2 separate regions of the Pan troglodytes genome follow, and region 2 is linked to region 1. The links are chromatin contacts, called in public HiChIP or PLAC-seq maps. All regions are on one chromosome and are shown on one strand. The core of a region is the stretch at or near the end of the contact, and the rest is flanking DNA. Distances in the headings are between cores, read along the strand shown. Region 1 holds the start of NICOL1 (NELL2 interacting cell ontogeny regulator 1). Region 2 holds the start of HAUS3 (HAUS augmin like complex subunit 3).

Region 1 (5,889 bases), core at 1,833-4,332:
TTTTTCTAATTACGTAGGAAAACTGAGCTTTGAAATGGTTGTTTTTTTAATCCATGTATCTTTCTGTATTGCTTTTGAAGTCTTTGACTATCACTCCGGTTAAATAAATGACTGTTATTTCACAGTGACTTGTGATCCTGTTTTGATCAAGTGTTTTGAATCTTTTGACATCTTTGGCAGCTGGAGGACTCAGGGTGGGTGGAAGACACGAGGGAGCCGGGAGGTGGGGAGAAGCCCTGGCTATCTGCTGAACCGGGCAGGTCTCAGCTGAGGGAGGCTTGTGGCCCAGCAGCAGGCCCAGCAGCTGGCAGGAGTGGGCAGGGGAATGGGTAGGAGAAGCTGGGAGGGGGACAGGGGACCTTGAGGGCCTCAGCTGCGTCAGGACTTGCACTTCCATTGGAGGTGAGACGGGAGCTGTGACTCCTCGTGCGTGGCGGCAGCGTCTGATGAGATCCCAAAGGCCCCTCTGCCACTCATAGCTGCCAGGAGGCTCATACACAGCCCAGTGGTGCCTGTGCTGCCCACAGAGGCAGGAGGATTGCTCGAGCCCAGGAGTTCGAGACCAGCCTGGGCAACACAGAGAGACCTTGTTTCTAAAAAAAAAAAATCTAAAACTTAGCCAGACATGGTGGCACGTACCTATAGTCCCAGCTATGTGGGGGGCCAAGGCACCCTGTCTCTCCGAAAACAAAACAAAACAAAACAAAAAAAGAACAAGGAGAGGACACTAAGCTAAGTGAAATAGGCCAGTTGAGCCACAAAAGGACAAACACTGTGAGATCCCACTTAAGTGAGGCCCCAGAGTGGCCACATTCATAGAGAGAGAAAGTAGAGGCTGCGGGAAGCGGAGGGACGATGAGGAGTTATTGCTTAAATGAGGACATTTTACCAGCATTTTAAAATAGAGTTCCCTCTGACTGCCGTGTGGAGACTGGACCACAGGGAGCTGGAGACAGGGAGACAGTGATGAGGCGATTCTCCAAGCCCAGGTGAGGGGCTGGGACCAGGGGCAGAAAGGCGTGGGGTGGAGAGAAGAATTCCCAGGGCTCCGGGGATGGAGCTGACAGGATTTCTGGAAGGACTGTTGTGGGCTTAGGGAAGGGGACATGGAAAGGTGGGGTACAGATATCGCCTAGCAACAACCGGGAGGAGCAGGCAAAAATGAGAGGGAGGGGACCCTGACCCAACAGGAACGGGCTCCAGACGGAAAGGGGTAGGCACTGGACGGCTGGAGAGGTGCGGGCCGCCGGGAGCGGGGCGCCAGGTTTGTTTTGTTTGGGTGTGAGGGAATCTCAGCCTGTTTGCTGGAGAGAACCCTAGGATGGGGACTGTGCCTTGGGAGGAGGCGGCTGGGAGGAGGGGTGTACGTGGAAGGGGTGCGGTGAGGCCGAAGGCAGCCAGGGGCCATCCAGACCCTGGGGGCGCAGCAAGCCCGAGACTCCTGGCGACCCAACGGTACCGAGGCCCAGCCCACCTCGCTTCTGGGGAGGCGTTTCCCTTCCCCTCATGGACGCGACTTTCCGTGGGCGCTAGGGGCAGGGGTGATAGGAGCAGGTCGCGAGCGGGCGCAGCGTGGGACCGAAGGGGAGAAGGACGCCTGCGGCCCGGCGCGTCCCCGGAGGCACGTCCCCCCCAGGGCTCCGCGGCCCCGGCAACCGCGCGGGGCTACCCCTCTACGGCTCCCGCCCCACTGGGGGACCGCGACGGCCTGCTCCCGAGCTCTTGGCTCCGAGTGGAGAAGAGCGCGGAAGTGCGCACTAGCCCGACACTCGGGAGGGCCGCTGCCTCCCCAGGCGCCTGGGACACCGGCCCGCAGCCCCCACCCGGCCCCTCGGGCCCCGCCTGCGTTTCAGCGCGCTGAGGATGCAGCACACCCCCGAGGTGCGACCGGGTCCCCGAAGCCCGGCGTCGGCCCAACCCGGAGGAGGCAGCGGCAGTCACGGGCACGCTTCCCCAACCCACCCTCCCACCCACTCTTAGGGTCAGGACACCTGCGTCCGGCCGCGGCAGGGGCGGCTCTGACCACGCGAGAAGCAGGTGCGTCCGCAGTCCCAGCTTGTGCCGGGAAGACCACCGGCCAGAAGCCCGGGGGTTGGGGGTAGAGGTCGGCTAGGCTGGGGAGGGGGGCGCCCGAGGCTCCGGGTCCTGCACTGCGAGCGGGGCGGCCTCCAGGTAGGGGTGCGGCTCCGCCCACCAAGAAGAGGGTCTGGCGGGAGGTGTCGTTAGTCCCTGAGCTCCCGGCCACAGCGCGGGCTGCTGGGTGGGTGGTGGGGGGGCGGGGGCGCCAGCACCCACGTGCGCCTGCGGCGCCTTCTGAGGAGGCCACGGCCTGTGTCGGTGTCGGCGTGGAGGCCTGGCTCCGACGGCTGGGACCATCCCTCCCAGGGCGTCCGGGGCCCAGATTCGCACTTGCCGGGCGCCCCCGGGGGCCACTGGCTGCAAGGCGCTCTTTAAGGCCAACAGCCCTGAGTTCACGGGGCTGAAATCGGCACAGAGAGGCCGAGGACCTGTGGTCGGGGCTCCCCGCAAGCGGTTCTCCGGGCTCCGAGGACACCGAGAGGCGGAGAGGAGGACCCTGGGTTGGGGGTGGGTAGCCGGGAGGGACCGAGCAGGCTGGTGCCCACCCAGACGCCCGAGGATCGGGGAGAGGCTGGGCCAGGGAAAAGCCGGGCGAGGGCGGATCCCCCGAGCCGATCCCCCAGGCCAGCTCTCTCCGGGCGGTGCGACCCCACACTGGACCCCACTCTGGACCCCACTCGCCCGCGGTCGGAGGCCAAGCGTTTGCATGCGCAGCTCCCCGCGCCTCGCGAGCATCGAGCAGCTCCCTCAGGATCGCTCCTGACCTGCTGAGCTCCAGCCACAGATTTCCCACTTCCTCAGCTTTTCTCCCGCCGGCCGTGCGCTCTGGAGGTCTCGCCCCGGCGCCGCCTCCTCCACGCAGTCCTTTAGACTGCATCCGACATGGGCCTGGACGCTGCTCCCGGGGGCAGCCCCCGGCCAGGGCCAGGGACACCCGATTCCTGGAGCGTCCTAGGTGCCTCTAAACCCGCGGCCAGCGCAGTCTCGGGTTTCCATGACGACGACGTCGGATGGGGAACCCGGGCGGGGTCGGGTCGGAGCGCATGCGCGTTGCGCGCCGGACGCGGAACGTCTGCCGGTGTACCCGCGCTGCTGGTCCCGGGGTCCCTGAACCGCGGTAAGGGCGGGGGTGCGGGCGTCCGAATGGGCGTTTTCTAGGTACGGGGCGCGGACTAGAGGCTCGCTGGGCCCGGAGACGGGCGGACTGGAGTCGGGGAGCCGGAGGTGGGGCGGGGGCTCCCGGACCCGGGGTGGGTGGGTCCAGGGCTCCCAGGCCTGGGGCTTGGACAAGGGTAGTGGGGCCCGCGGGAGGGGACGGGGGCTCACCGGCCCGGGGCGGGCGGGGCGGGCGCCGCTGACCCCTCGCTGGCTTCAGGGCGGCCCCGCTCCCTCCGCTGGCCATGGCCCCCCCGCCCGCGTGCCGGTCTCCGATGTCACCTACGCCGCCGCTGCTGCTGCTACTGCTGAGTCTGGCGCTGCTGGGCGCCCGGGCCCGCGCCGAGCCCGCCGGGAGTGCCGTCCCCGCGCAGAGTAGGTGCCGGGGGCCGGGTTCCGGGGAGCGGGGCGGGGCTGGCGACAGGGGCGTGCGGGGCCGGGGCTCTGCGGGGAGGACCGCGCCTTGCCTTTGTTCCCGGGAGCGGGTCCTCCCCTTCGCGGGAGATGGTGGCTTGGGGAGTGGGGACGTGCGCTCTTTGGCACTGGGTGGACGGGCCTAGGGTGCGTGGGGGCCTTGCGGGTGACCCCCCCCTGCGCCCCCTCCACCCTGACCCGCGCCCCCCGCAGGCCGCCCATGCGTGGACTGCCACGCCTTCGAGTTCATGCAGCGCGCCCTGCAGGACCTGCGGAAGACAGCCTGCAGCCTGGACGCGCGGGTGAGCGCCCGCGGCGCGACGGTCCTCCCGGGCTTCCCAGGGGGTGGGGAGGGCAGGGAGGATGAGGAAGAGGCCCCCTGGGGGAGTGGAGTGTCCCTCATCCTTCACCCCTGATTTAAGACGCCGGACCTTGCCCCCTTCCTCTGGCTCCAGTCATCCAAGGGGCATTCTGGGCACTTGTCTCACCTATGAGACGCCCCTCTCTCCAGCATGCTCTATTTCTAGCCCCTCCCCTATAAGGCCCTCACTGGGCACTTTGTCCTATGACCGCCACTCCTGAGGGCTGTGACAGATCTGGACCCTGGGGAAGGACTGTCAGCCCAATCCAGGATCCCCTAGGTGGGCGGCAAGGCCCCGGGGCAGAGGAGAAACTGAGGCCAGAGGATGTGGCGAAAGTGTCAGGAATGGGGGGTCAGGCTGGGCAGGGTGGTCTGGATCCTGGGTGGATGCACAGGTTGGTTAAGGCCCCTCCAAGCCTGGATGAACAGGGAGCCCCCACGCCATGGGGTGCAGCCAAGGAGTTTTTGTTTGTGCCGGGGCTCAAGCTTCTTCCTGGAAAGGGAGAATTCTAGGAAGGAGAAAGCAGGGAAGACCCTGCCTGGTCCCACCCCCCACCAGCCCTAGTGTCCTTCTTGGGAACACTCCAAAGGGCTCGGACTAAGACCTAGAGTCCTCTCCCCACTCACAGAGCCTGGAGCTGAGCTCTTGGGAGGAGCAGCCCCCACCTATCCTTAGGCATGAGGGTGGGAGGGAGTGGGGGACAGTGGACCCCTGCGGGTGGTGTGGGAGCTGGAAGAAGGCAGGTGGGCACGCTGGCATGGCGTGGGCACCAGCAGACCCCAGGCAGGCCCCACCAGTGGGAGCCACTGCAGAGGGAAGAGATGAGTGGGAGGCTCTGGGTGTGGGGGTTAGAGCCAGGGCCTGACCTTGTCTATCTCAGGAGCCGGTGGAGATAGGGCTGCCTTGGGTGGGTGGAGGCCCAGGGGAATGCCAGTGGGCAGCTGGGCTGCACCCTCACGCCTCTTGTTGCTTTGCAGACGGAGACCCTACTGCTGCAGGCAGAGCGCCGTGCCCTGTGTGCCTGCTGGCCAGCGGGGCACTGAGGACCACGCTGCTCCAGGTCAATAAATGCCCAGTGGCATGCCTGTGTCCTGTCTCTCTGTTCTGGCCACCAGAGCCCCTGTGTTGTCCCCGGCAGTCCTGGGTTGGGCCCCTCTCTGGGCTTGGGTTTCCCCAGCTGTTCCAGTTGGGCGAGCCCTCTTGGCTGCTGTCCCATACCAGTGCCCGTGCAGAGAGGTGGACACACACGTCCGACCTCAGTGACCTGTGCTTCCTCGGACCTGCTCCCCTGCCTGCCTGCCCTTGTTTTGAGGCTGGGGAAGTGTAGAAATCGGCCTGACCCCCCTGAGCCCCCAGAGCAGCTGCCCCAGGGCTGAGCCCCTCCAGGCTCCTACACCACTGAACTGGTGGACCAGCTGCCTGAGACTGCGGGAGACAGAGGGTCCCGGGGAGAGAGGGCAGGGCCACCCCACACAGCATCAGCTCCCCTGCCAGCTCCCACCTGCAGCCCTGAGCCTGGCCCCTGGTCACCGGGGAGCTCTGGATGGGAACTTGATGAGGCCGTACTGCCATCCACACACCTGTGCACACAGCGTCCAAGTGACCTCCAGCTGAAGCGGGCACCTCCCTCTTTTCATTCATTCTGTAAATGCTTTTTCAGTAAAATTAGAGCCTTTTATCAAAGTAATGCAGGAACATGGTTAGGAACAAATCCAGGTGAACAGCAGGCTGGAGGTGACTGCCAGGTGCCCTAGGTGGGACTCTGCCTCTGGGGCTTTGGTTCCCTGGCCCTGGGGCCCCAAGCCCTGCCCTGCCTCGGGCAGGTGGAGCTGGACGTGCCTGGTATCCACAGTGAACAGAGTCCTCCCTTGGAGCTGGC
Region 2 (5,889 bases), core at 1,622-4,121, 200 kb after region 1:
TATAGTAACGGCTACCAAAATAGAGATCTTATTATACTTCTTTTAATCAGAATCATTATTAATAGGACACTATTCACTGAATCCAAGTATATGTTACTAGTTTTTCTTAAGTTAAAATTACTTCAATAGGTCCTAATTGGCCAGTTGATTTTAGCACTTCTACGTAATTATTGGATTTCCTATATCATTCAAATTTTTTGTCAGCTATAGAAACTAACTTGGTGCTGATATTCTGATTCAGAAAAGTTACATTTTTACTCAAGTATCTAGCAGTTATATTACCAAGAAAACAAGCTCTCCAAGAGTGCAGACAGACATCTGCAATACATCTATCCATATATTCTCAAAAAGAAATCAGTTTCAGTCTACTGAACCTGGACCTCTGACTTCATTAGCACTATGCTCTGGTTGGAGCAAACGAGGCAGAATACCCATAATAAAGCAATTAGTTTCTAGCCACATCTTAAAAAGAAAATCTCAGTCCAGTCTGTATCTGCATTACACAAATTTAAAATTCAGAATGCAAATTAAAGCACTTTTGTTTAAAATAAACTAGATAATGTGGTAGAGATTATAATTACTATTGCTGCCCTCCATTAACGTATGGATCTATTTGTATGAAACATTGACACAGATCACAAATAAGCACTGAACAAAGAAAATAAAATGTAATCTCTTCTTAGATGCACCATTCTAAAGTACTTTAACAGCAATATTATATTCTCTATTCCTAACAATAATTACAATGTGAATCCAATCTCATTTCTTATGCTTACCTTGCTGGTTAGGCTGTGAAGACTCTCCTCTGCCCATTTTATACTTGACTTCATGCTCGAATTACTTGCTTTTAAGTGAATTAACTGATGTTGAGCACAAATGTATGCGAGCTGCAGTCTAGCCATCTCTAGTCGTCTCTCTTCAAGGATTTCTTGATTATCACAAATAGATGGTGTCTGTATATCTAAAAGTTGAAAATTGTCTTCATTTGAACTTTCAACTACTTCATGTATACCCTGAAAGAACTGTTTTTTGGTATACAAAGTTAATGCTGCTGTGCTTTGCTCTTCCTGACTTAGGTATTTTTCCAAGGAAAATTGCGATAAAAATACCAGTGGATTTGTCCCTTGACCTAAATTAGAATGTCTGAAGAACATCATCAATTGTGTAACTTCATCAGTAAGAGCCTGAAGTTCATTACTGATCTTAGTGATCACTGCATTTAGAATTCCTTGACTCTGCTTCAGCTTTTTAGTGGCTTCTTCTTCTTTAGCATTTAACCTCAGAGATTTGTGGCTAGTTACTGAAGCCATCAATTGACATTTATTACGTCGCTGAATTTTTAGGTTCTTTAATTTCAGTAGAGTTTGAACCTCATCCCCTAATTTCTCCAGCTCTTTATCATCCAGTCTAGGTGTCTTCAAATCAGAAGTTTTACACGTTTTAAGAGCTTCATCCAATGCCGCCCCTTCTAGAATAGGCTTGCCTGATTTCTGAAGAATGCTAAAAGCTTCCAATTCTCTTTCAGACAACACGTTCTGTTCATTCACATTCCCACAAAACCACTTCAGAAACGATTCATCTTCAACGCCCTCAAACAACCAGTCAAAGTCTTCTCCATTAAGATTATCAGCTTTGGGATAACCAATTTTTTTTAATGTTTCCACAAACTCATTTCCACAACTCATGGTTTAACTACCCCAATTTTGTTGTACGTGATATGGGTTTACGGTGTTGATTTTTAGAAAATAAATCCAAGCAGAAAAAAAGCTACGTTTTATACCAAGTCCACAGAGAAGGGAAAATATATTTTTAGAATATATAATGATTCCTCCTAGGGGGGAAGAAAACAAGTATTAGACCACAAATATGACGACAGTGTTTTTAAAAAGAAGACACAGACAAATATCACGTGATATCCGAGAGCGGGATGACTGACAGGCAGCCGTAGCTGCAATGTTTGATGATGATAAAGAGAAACAGAAACAATTAGGCTAGTTCTCAGAAAACCGCAACAGTAACGAAAATTAATTAACAAGAAAGTGGATCTATTTGGATCCATTTTATCTTTTTTTCCAAAGATAAAATGGTTTAAAATGCATTACACTTTATAGAGCAACATTTGTTTTTAATTCAAAATAAATGGATCCAAACAAACCCAAGCCACCAGGAGGCTAGGCAGCCTCTCTTCCCTGCCCTCCGTACGTAAGGAAACGCAAATAAGCATGGCACATCTTCTGAAGATCAACTAAATATTTACCTCAACGACTCGTCGGGCAAGGCTCCACCTCCAGAGTCCGCCACCGCGACGCGGAGAACAGCAGGAGCAGCAGGGAAGCGCGCGGCCACAATTAAGGGTGCTTCGGGCCGGCCTTCAGCCAGCGCTGAGGCAGCCCCGACGCCAGGGCCGCGCGAACCCCAGAGGCAGCGGCAGGCCCCAGGGATCCGCGGCCCCAAGGCCGCGATACACCTGACGCGCCAGCGGCAAAACCTTCCTTCGGTGGGTCACCCCGCTGTGACACCTAAGCACGCTGACAAAACAAACGCACAAGCCCACCGAATCGCCGTCGACACCGAGCTGCAGAAGACGGGGGTGACAGGCCCCGCACAGACCCCGCCCCAGCTCCTCGCCCAGCGGACCGGGCCGTGATCCCCGGGCAGCTGCTGGAGCACCTGGAAGGAGCCCCCAGGAGCGCAGGAAAAAAAAGAGGCACCTGGGTGCAGACGGGGATCGCGGCCACTCCTCCAGCCCCACACCCCTGCGCCCAGAACCGAGGCCCGCGTCAGTCACCTCAGGAAGCTCCGCTCGCTTCTCACAGGAGCCCGCCGCCACCGCCACCGCCCTCCGTGCCCCGCGCGCCTCGCACTGCCTCACGGGAGCGCCTGGACGCGCGCAAGCGCACAAGGCGACGGCGTGGTCGGGGGGGGGGGGGGAAATGACTGTTTGCGCAGGCGTAGTGTCAAAAGAGGCGGAGTCGGCGAGGCTGGACTATGGGGTGGAGCTGAGCAGGCGGCGCTCCGCCCCCGGCCGCTGCGGGCATCCTGCCTCCTGGGCGGGGCGCAGGGCAGAGAGAGGCGGGGTCTGGGCCGGGAAGGGCGGGGACAGGGCCTGGACAGGGGCGGGGCCTGGGCAGGGGGCGGAGCCTGGGCAAGGAATGGGGGGCAGAGGGGTGCAGAGGGGTGCGGTGGGGCGCCCTCTGGGGAGCTGAAGCTGCGGGCCTGCTCTCAACGGAGCCGTCAGTTGTGCTTCAGGCCTGCCCTGCCCCGTACTTCAATCTAGACCCTCTGAAGGCACTTTTGAAGGGTACAAAGAGCAGCGCAGGTTGGTGGTTGGGAGACAGGCTGGAGCCCGGCGGTGATAGCGCTCGCCCCCGAGAGAGACGAGTTCCCACATTCACAGCAGCCCGACCAATGCCTGGTACATTTTAAGGGTTAGGGATTGTTCGCTTAGAATCTTTTACAATGAACTTTATTTTGCAAAAACACTTAATTTCTAATCCCTCACCTGAACACTATGTAAAAGCTGACTTCCGGCCGGGCGCGGTGGCTCATGCCTGTAATCCCAGCACTTTGGGAGGCCGAGGGGGGTGGATCATGAGGTCAGGAGTTCGAGACCAGCCTGGCCAAGATGGTGAAACCCCATCTCTACTAAAAAATACAAAAATTAGCCGGGCGCGGTGGCGGGCGCCTGTAATCCCAGCGACTCGGGAGGCTGAGGCAGGAGAATCGTTTGAACCCAGGAGGTGGAGGTTGCAGTGAGCCGAGATCACGCCACTGCACTCTAGCCTGGGCGACAGAGCCAAGACTCCGTCTCAAAAAAAAAAAAAAAAAAAAAAAAAAAAAAAAGCTGACTTCCTCCACAATTCCCTTTTCAAAATGTTAGAAATAAACGGAGTGGCCTGAGTTAAATACATCGATATATTTAACTCAAGGAGGATGGTACACCATTTCCAAAGAGGATGGCAGTCAGTGAAAGATGACTGAAACGGGATTGCTAAATTTCATGTGAATCTGGCTGATGCCCTACAGCCCAGTGAAACCAGACCTCTCTATTGGACAGAATTCGTTTGCATCTCTACCAAACAAAAATCCTTTGCCACTCCTCAGTCTTCCACAGGTTAGCAGGGGCTTTGGTCATGGGTAAATATAATAGTACTCCCTCCCTTCAGCGTCAAATGACCCTAAAGGTGGCTTGTTAGACAATGTCCTAGTCCAGGGTGACTAGGTAGAAGTCGTTTGGATAGTTTTTCTTAATATTTTTAAGGAGAGAAATAAGAATGTTCTAAGGCAAATATTGTAATCTGATCGAGTCAAAGATATTTCCTATTCATTCTTCACTTGTTTCACGTTTTTTTCCTCCTCTTTTAAAAGTCAATAAGGCCTAAAATGATCTGAAAAACAAACATGATGGGAAAAAATTCAAAGAGTGGTGCCCAATCTGCAGGCAGGGAAACCAGGGATGCTGGAAGGGGGAGGCCTGGTGGGAGGACCCTTGCAGCCCAGGGTTGGAGGTCGGGGGTGTGCATCAGGGGACAGAGTTGAGCCAGTTTGGACAGGAGGAAGTGGGAGCTGTGCAGGCAATGCCTTCCAGAAATGTTGCTGATGAGGCAAAGACTGGGTGGGAGGAGTGTGACAGAGAGAGAGAGATACAGAGAGACAGAGACAGAGAGACAGAGACAGAGAGACACAGAGACAGAGAGACAGAGACAGAGACAGAGAGACAGAGACAGAGAGACAGAGACAGAGAGACACAGAGACAGAGACAGAGACACACAGAGACAGAGACAGAGACACAGAGAGATAGAGACAGAGACAGAGAGACACAGAGAGACAGAGACACAGAGAGAGAGACAGAGGAGAAAGACAGAGAGAGAGCATGCAAAACAACACAAGCTGAGGGGGTGGGAATGCAGGGCTGAGGGGAGGATTTTTAATTTTGTTTTGTTTGAAAATGAGAGGAACTCGGGGATATTTATAGACTGCAAGGAGGAACTCTGAGGAGACAGCATTAAAGACGACAGAAAGACAAGGGGCTCCTTTATAGAAAGAGATCCCTGGAGGGCAGGAGGGGTGCACTCCAGAGCCCTGGAGGCCGTTCTAGAAACCCAATTTCCTAGTGACTCCTGGGTGGTTTCTTGGGCCACAAATTAATTCTCCATCTGATTTTGAATTGCTGACCATAGTTATTTGTTGGAAAGGTGTTTATGAGACCATAAAAGCCATAAAACCATTAAGTAAAAATTACAACAGTATCAGCCCCTGGAGTACAAATGACAAACACAATAGGTTTAACTATACAGATGTGGAAAGTTTTCTTCAGCTTGCCTTGGGAATTTAAGAAAGCAAGTATGTTACATGTATTTCCAGGGTAAGCTTTCTTTTCAGCAGTCAAAATTATTTGGAGTTTTAGTAAGGTCAAAAGATAAATGGAACCCAGGAATTAATCCTCCCTGAAAAAGCCCATGAGAATACAATGGACTAAACAGACCTAAAGACAGAGCTGTGAGGATCAAGTGTTTTTGCTGTTTGCTTTTTCTCCTTCCTGTGGAAGCGATTTTCTCCTATTAGTATTAAAAAATATTTTAGGTTTTGGACAGTATCTTTTCTGACTGTTTTTAAACTTTAGAAGTAACAGTCAGATGCTAAAGATTATTTCTTTTAGATGTAGTTTTCCATGAATTTTGTGGGACTCTATTCTGCAAGCAATGGAGAATGGGGGCTGTTTTCAAGCAGGAGAGTGAATTCTCAGATGTGTGTTAGAAGCATAATTCTGCAAGATGAAAAATGACAAAAGGTGGTAAGAGACAAGATACAGGACCACTCTTGCAGCATGTAGGAGAGGAGGAGAGAGCTGGACAGAGAGAGCTGCAGGAGCTGGCAAAGCCTGGGGCC

What was found. HiChIP or PLAC-seq counts read pairs in DNA pulled down with a chosen protein or histone mark.
Region 2: an H3K4me3 HiChIP or PLAC-seq map of stem cell-derived excitatory neurons shows a contact between it and region 1, with 6 times the contacts expected there. The contact joins the promoter of HAUS3 here to the promoter of NICOL1 in region 1. A contact is called at or near these places in 1 of 7 Hi-C or Micro-C datasets (stem cell-derived neural progenitor cells) and 1 of 1 datasets of contacts at active chromatin or transcription factors (stem cell-derived excitatory neurons).

What each region holds. Positions count from the first base shown.
Region 1 is chr3:2,424,528-2,430,416 of NHGRI_mPanTro3-v2.0_pri, forward strand. NICOL1 (NELL2 interacting cell ontogeny regulator 1) reads left to right here and starts at 3,083. Exons shown (of 4, transcript XM_016951147.3): 1 at 3,083-3,196; 2 at 3,455-3,609; 3 at 3,862-3,950; 4 at 4,988-5,091. The coding sequence starts at 3,090. The coding sequence ends at 5,053.
Region 2 is chr3:2,625,746-2,631,634 of NHGRI_mPanTro3-v2.0_pri, forward strand. It overlaps HAUS3 (HAUS augmin like complex subunit 3), which reads right to left and starts at 2,872. Exons shown (of 5, transcript XM_009447241.5): 1 at 2,789-2,872; 2 at 777-1,831. The coding sequence starts at 1,685. It overlaps POLN (DNA polymerase nu), which reads right to left and starts at 2,865. Exons shown (of 26, transcript XM_063808588.1): 1 at 2,789-2,865; 2 at 2,258-2,528.